2 separate regions of the Sus scrofa genome follow, and region 1 is linked to region 2. The links are chromatin contacts, called in public HiChIP or PLAC-seq maps. All regions are on one chromosome and are shown on one strand. Each heading gives the region's core, a stretch centred on a gene start, on an enhancer-like site or on the middle of the called end of the contact. The rest is flanking DNA. Distances are from core to core; before and after follow the strand shown. Region 1 holds the start of RAB32 (RAB32, member RAS oncogene family). Region 2 overlaps ADGB (androglobin).

The links. HiChIP or PLAC-seq counts read pairs in DNA pulled down with a chosen protein or histone mark.
Region 1: an H3K27ac HiChIP or PLAC-seq map of alveolar macrophages shows a contact between it and region 2. The contact joins the promoter of RAB32 here to the enhancer-like site in region 2. A contact is called at or near these places in 4 of 5 promoter capture datasets (fetal liver, fetal skeletal muscle, liver and 1 more), 26 of 47 Hi-C or Micro-C datasets (adipocytes, adipose tissue, alveolar macrophages and 13 more) and 2 of 2 datasets of contacts at active chromatin or transcription factors (alveolar macrophages and skeletal muscle).

What each region holds. Positions count from the first base shown.
Region 1 is chr1:19,096,337-19,099,036 of Sscrofa11.1, forward strand. It overlaps RAB32 (RAB32, member RAS oncogene family), which reads right to left and starts at 1,311. Exons shown (of 3, transcript NM_001123176.1): 1 at 1,056-1,311. The coding sequence starts at 1,311.
Region 2 is chr1:18,962,340-18,965,039 of Sscrofa11.1, forward strand. ADGB (androglobin) reads right to left here. Exons shown (of 34, transcript XM_021072116.1): 11 at 24-114. Among named protein-coding and RNA genes, the nearest start is that of ADGB, 67 kb to the right of the region's middle. Within about 2 kb of position 1,277, at least 3 of the 83 cell types and tissues checked have an H3K27ac peak or open chromatin away from gene starts, as enhancers often do. A contact at or near this core is called in alveolar macrophages, where this site is marked.

The DNA.
Region 1 (2,700 bases), core at 61-2,560, 130 kb after region 2:
TTTATGCATCTGGAGGACGAAGGATAGCCTCGCCAGCCCTGACATGCTCCCATACAGACACCTATTGCAGACTGAGCTTCTTACCATGGATAACCACTGAACCACTGAAAGTTAACATCTTTTTAAAGGCGCACATCCCACCCCACACACCAGCCAGAGTTCAAGTTTTCATATGTTAGTGCAAGAAGAATATGCACCTTCCCCCAGCAGAGAGGTATTATGCTCCAAAATGACAAGGGAAAGCAAATGCCAAATACTGGGGGGAGGGGAGGCAGGTGCGGAGTTAAGGTTGGCGGAGAAGGGAGGAAGTGAGGTTTCAAGAGAGCATTCCCAAGTCCGCTCCTGGGTGGCCTGCCTTTGGAGTGAAAGCATGATATATGAGGAATGGGATTTTACTCAAATGAAAAGTCTCAGACCCAAGGTGGGTGACTGAAAACCTGAAAAGGAACCTGCTAGAATTTCTAGTTTGGGTTGTATTACTAACTAGGTGTGACTAGGTGTGTAACTTTGGGTAAGCTATTCAACCCCTCAGAACCTCAGCTCTTAACTGTGAAATGTTAAAGCTAACAAGGAGCCAGTCCTCTCCCCTCACTTTTCCTGGCCAAGATGCAGAGTTAAAACTTCAGGACAAGCTCCCATGGCTGCCCACCCACCCCTGGTCAAGTGACGGCCGGAGTAGAGGGGCCGACGCGCAAAAAACTAGAGAGCGATCTACAGACTGAGCTGAGGCATCTAACCAGGGTTATTCATTTACCAAGTATTTATTTTGTCCTGCTTTTAAATTCTTCAACTTCTACTGCCCGTTCCACTCTCCTGATCTCACTGGAGGCCACAGGACAACCCCTTCCATCTTTCTAAGTGATTTCGTCCCTTTCTTCTAAACAGAGACAGGCAGGCGAGTTCAGGCTGAGGACAGAGTTAGAAAGGAGGGCAAAAGGAGCCGAAAGGCCCTGGCTCCCAACCGACGGCTGGGAATCCCGGCGCGCGCCCCCTGCCCGGAGGCCGCCGCCCCCCTGCCTCGGGGTCTCCGTCCGCGGCTCGCGCCACCCGCTTACCCGCGATGTCCCACAGCTGCAGGCGCACTAGCGTCCTGCTGTCCCAATTGAGGACCTTGAGGGCGAAGTCCACCCCGATGGTGGCCCGGTAGTGCTGGGAGAACAGCTGGTGGACGTAGCGCTTGATGATGCTGGTCTTGCCCACGCCGAGTTCGCCGATGACCAGCACCTTGAAGAGGTGCTCGCGGGTCTCGGGCGCCGCGGCGGCCGCCGCCGCCGCCCCCTGGCCGGGGTCCCCAGCTCCGCCGCCCGCCATGAGCGTGCCCGGCCCCGCTCAGCCGGCCGGCCGTCCTCGGCGAGCTCGGGCTCCGCACCGGGGCCCCCTCCCGGCCGAAACCTCCCCGCGGCGCCCTCGGAGCCCCTGCCGGCCGTCGAAACTTCCCCGAGGCCGGCCGTCCTCTCGCCGCGCCGCCGCACCGCCTGACCGGTCACAGGACCTGGAACCCGCCGCCGCTGGCAAACGCCGGGGGCGGGGAAAGGGCCGGGGGCTGGCCTGGCGGGGGAGGTCCCGGCGAGGAGGCCGCTACCCGCCGCCTGCGCTGCGCTGCGGGTGGGCCGGGCTAGGGCGCGGGGCACTTCCTCTCCCCGGGCTTTCCTACTCCTCGGGGCGGCGCTGAGCTCGGCCGCCCCCTGCTGGCCTCGCGGAAGCCGAGAACCCGGGGCCGATGGCGAGCGGGCCCGGAGCCTGGGCGGGTCAAGGTCGGCGGGTAAAAGTGCCCAGGCCACCGAATCGAGCGGTGAAAGCCAGCCGGCGGGGCGCGCAGGGCGAGAGGTGGTCGTCCAGGGAGCGGCCCCAGCCGGGAAGGTGCTGGCCTGGGAATCAGCTTCCTTTCCTGGCTCTGCCCTGAGGGAGTTTAACGCTTGTATATCATTTGCTTGATGGACCTCCAGCTGCCCACTTTTAGAAGTGCGAAAGGTGGGCGACCTACTCTGAACTTGACAAAGTTGTGATACCGCTCTTAGTATAAATGAAGGAGGGAGTCTGAGGAAGACAGCGCGAGGTCTCTAAACGATCTTATTTTACGTCCCCAACAAACCGCAAAAGCCTTTTTAAAGTGTTTAGGTGGTAGAGACTCTGAGATAGATCCTAAGAATTGATTGAAAAATAGTTGATAGCATCGAGGGCTTTTACTTTCAAAAAGAAAGGCAGGAAGCCTGACTTCGCCTGCTGTGTTTATAAAATCGAGGGTTGCCCTCCCCCAAAATATTTAGAAACACCTGGAGCTGTTATGCTGCGGTAGCTTCCTTAAATAAACCAGAGCGGCTGCCCGCCCTATCCTCACTCTGACAATCATGAAAAATGTTTTTCAGAGGTGGAGGCGTTTTAAAATTTAGAAGTCAAAGTGGGAGTAAAACCTTTAGTAGAATAGCTATTGAAAAATCATGGATATGTCTCTAAAAACATTTCATGACCAACCAGCTTATGGCTTTTATGTTCACTCGACTAGAGAAACCTTCCAATATGCCTCCAGCTTGGGGAAAGAGGAAATCTGCCAATTACTGCCATAAATGCAACATCTTGTTCCATAGGTACATATTACCATAGACTTGTATGAGTTTTTTTTGTTTTTTTTTTTTTTAGCTCTCCTAGATTTCCGCTGACATTAGGAATAGAATTGTGGTGTTGAAATTCACACATGGTCCC
Region 2 (2,700 bases), core at 27-2,526:
GGAAAGAATGTCCTTGTACTTACGTTTCTGTTGGAATTGTAAATGGAGGCATTCTATAGTTTAAAAACGGACTTGAAATCTCAAGGAACTGTTCAGGCTTCTTTATTACTACTTCTAAAAAGAAAAATATAGTGATATATTTTTTTTTAGTCTTCCAAGATTATATGTACAGTTTAACATTTAACATAGCACTGATTAGATTAACTACCCAGCAAATTTCAGTGAGTTAAATAGAAATGTACTAGGATACATAAAGTTTTTTTTTTTTTATTGAAAGGCTTTATGGATCCTGCCAATACTAGATTTCTTTAGTCTACTTAGTTGCTTTCCAGATTTACAACATGAAAGGATGAAGTCTCAAGGGAGAAAGCCAGCAACGTCTTGTAGAGTTATTACTGGCATTTGCTGCTATTTCAAGTGCACGAAAGACTTTCTAGACAAGTTTTGTAGTAAAAAATGTCTTCTTTGGGTTAACCTCTGTAACACCATTGCTTAGGACAGGAAAAAAATGCGGACTAATACATGGATATAGTAGTGGAAGTAAAGGTCAGAAGCAGAAAAGAAAGCAGGAGGTCTCGAAAAGAGCTGTGGATATTCCCAGAGGAGTCTGAAGCTGACAGAGAAGTAGATGCTCAGTGTATGGGGCACACAGCCATGCACTAACACGGTGAGCACTGAAAGTAAACACTAGGCATGACTTTTTTGTTTTTGTTTTTGTCTTTTTGCCATTTCTAGGGGCTGCTCCCGCGGCATATGAAGGTTCCTACGCTAGGGGTGGAATCAGAGCTGTAGCCGCCAGCCTATGCCAGAGCCACAGCAACACAGGATCCGAGCTGCGTCTGCAACCTACACCACAGCTCTCGGCAATGCCAGATCCCCAACCCACTGGGCAAGGCCAGGGATCGAACCCACAACCTCATGGTTCCTAGTCAGATGTGCTAACCACTGCGCCACAACGGGAACTCCTAGGCATGACATTTTAAACAACAACTCTTGCAGCAGTGGAAAGGCTGCCCACTGGGCAGAAGGAAGTGAGACAGTGCCCGTGATTTCCTGTGTTTTTTTTTTTTTTTTCCTGGGGTAACTTCTAAATTGATCTCTCCAGTTCCTCTTAATTTTCCCTTTAAATATTAAACCTAAAAGAGTTAAGAAAGACAATTATGTTGCGAGTCCCCACGTGGGACACTGCAGTTGTGGAATCCCATCGATCCGTGGGTTTCCTTCCCCTTCTTACCACAGAGCCCTCCCTTACATAGAATGAGGCAACAGTCAATAGCAAAATCAGGGAATAGCTGGATGGTCAGTATTTTCCCTGTCATCCAGCTCTTTTGGATGCTCTGAATGAAGAACCGTTTTAATTGTGGATCTATGCATTTAACTAAAATATAGCATTTAAAAAATAAAAGATTTTCTTTCCAACATCCTGTGAAGGCTGATCTTTGGTTGGAAAGGCAAAGGAGGGGGGAGGGAGGGAGGAAAACTGGAAAGTTCTTGGAACCCAAAGCAGCAATTGGCACTCTCTTGGCACCGACAGCCTATACGGCAGAAACTCAAGGAAGGTAAAGAAAGAACTCAAATAACCAAGCAGGAGGAAGAAAGGCAGACAAGTCTAATTAAAGAAAAAAAAAAAAAATGAACTGACCACTTCTCCTTTACATCTGAACCAGAGATTTCTTTAATCTTTGTTCTTTCCTGGCAAGGATAATACATGTTGTGCTAGAAACACTCTGCTACCAGCTGTACCGGTTGTGTCAATGTAGGCAGAAAGCAAATGTGAGGAAAATTACATGGTTAACAGTTGTTATTTATATCTTAAAAACATGTAAATTATGGTTGGAAGTAGGAGGAAAGGAACAGGTAAATATTCCAGTCTCTGTGGCTCTTGCCGTTTTAGGATCCTGAGTGCCGTGGAGACTTAAGGATTATACGGTGACTGAGATATGCTTCTCTGGTCCCACGCAATGAAGGAGCAGCAACACTTGAACTGGGAGCAGGAGCCACAGCAAGCATCATCAATACGACTACAAGCCGTGGTTCATGGGGCCAATCCCTTAAAGCCTATTATGAGCTTTGCAGGGATGCTCTTGGTAAACTGGAGCTCGGGATGTTCACTGAAGCTTTGTCTTCACTGTTCATTCGGGCGACAGACCGGTGAACCCTAATGCAACAACCTCTAGCACGCATTACTGGATGAGCACAGTTAGAAGGTAATGAGGGATCAGAAAAGACAAAGGAAGGAAAGGCAAAAGCAAGGAAATGAACTCAAAAGAGGTCACAGAAAAGCTGGTTTTGAACAGAGCTAATTTAAACTTTTTGGAATGGAAATATACAGATACATATACACACATATACATACATAATCCACAGCACCCCAATCTTTACTACCCTTCATTAAAACTGCAAGTGTAAATTAGCTATGGGAAGGCTATAGCTAATGTTGAATCAATATAAACAAATTGAGTTATTCTGCTAGGCTGCAATATTTTAATTCTTAGTTTTTCTTTTTTAATCACTCTCCTGGAGTTTCCACTGTGGCTCAGCAGGTTAAGAACCCGACACAGTGTCCATGAAGATGCAAGCTTGATTCCTGGCCTCACTCAGTAGGTTAAGAATCCAGAGTTGTGCAAGCTGTCGTGAAGGTCACAGATGCAGCTCAGATTTGGTGTTGCTGTGGCTGCGGCATAGACCTCAGCTGCAGCC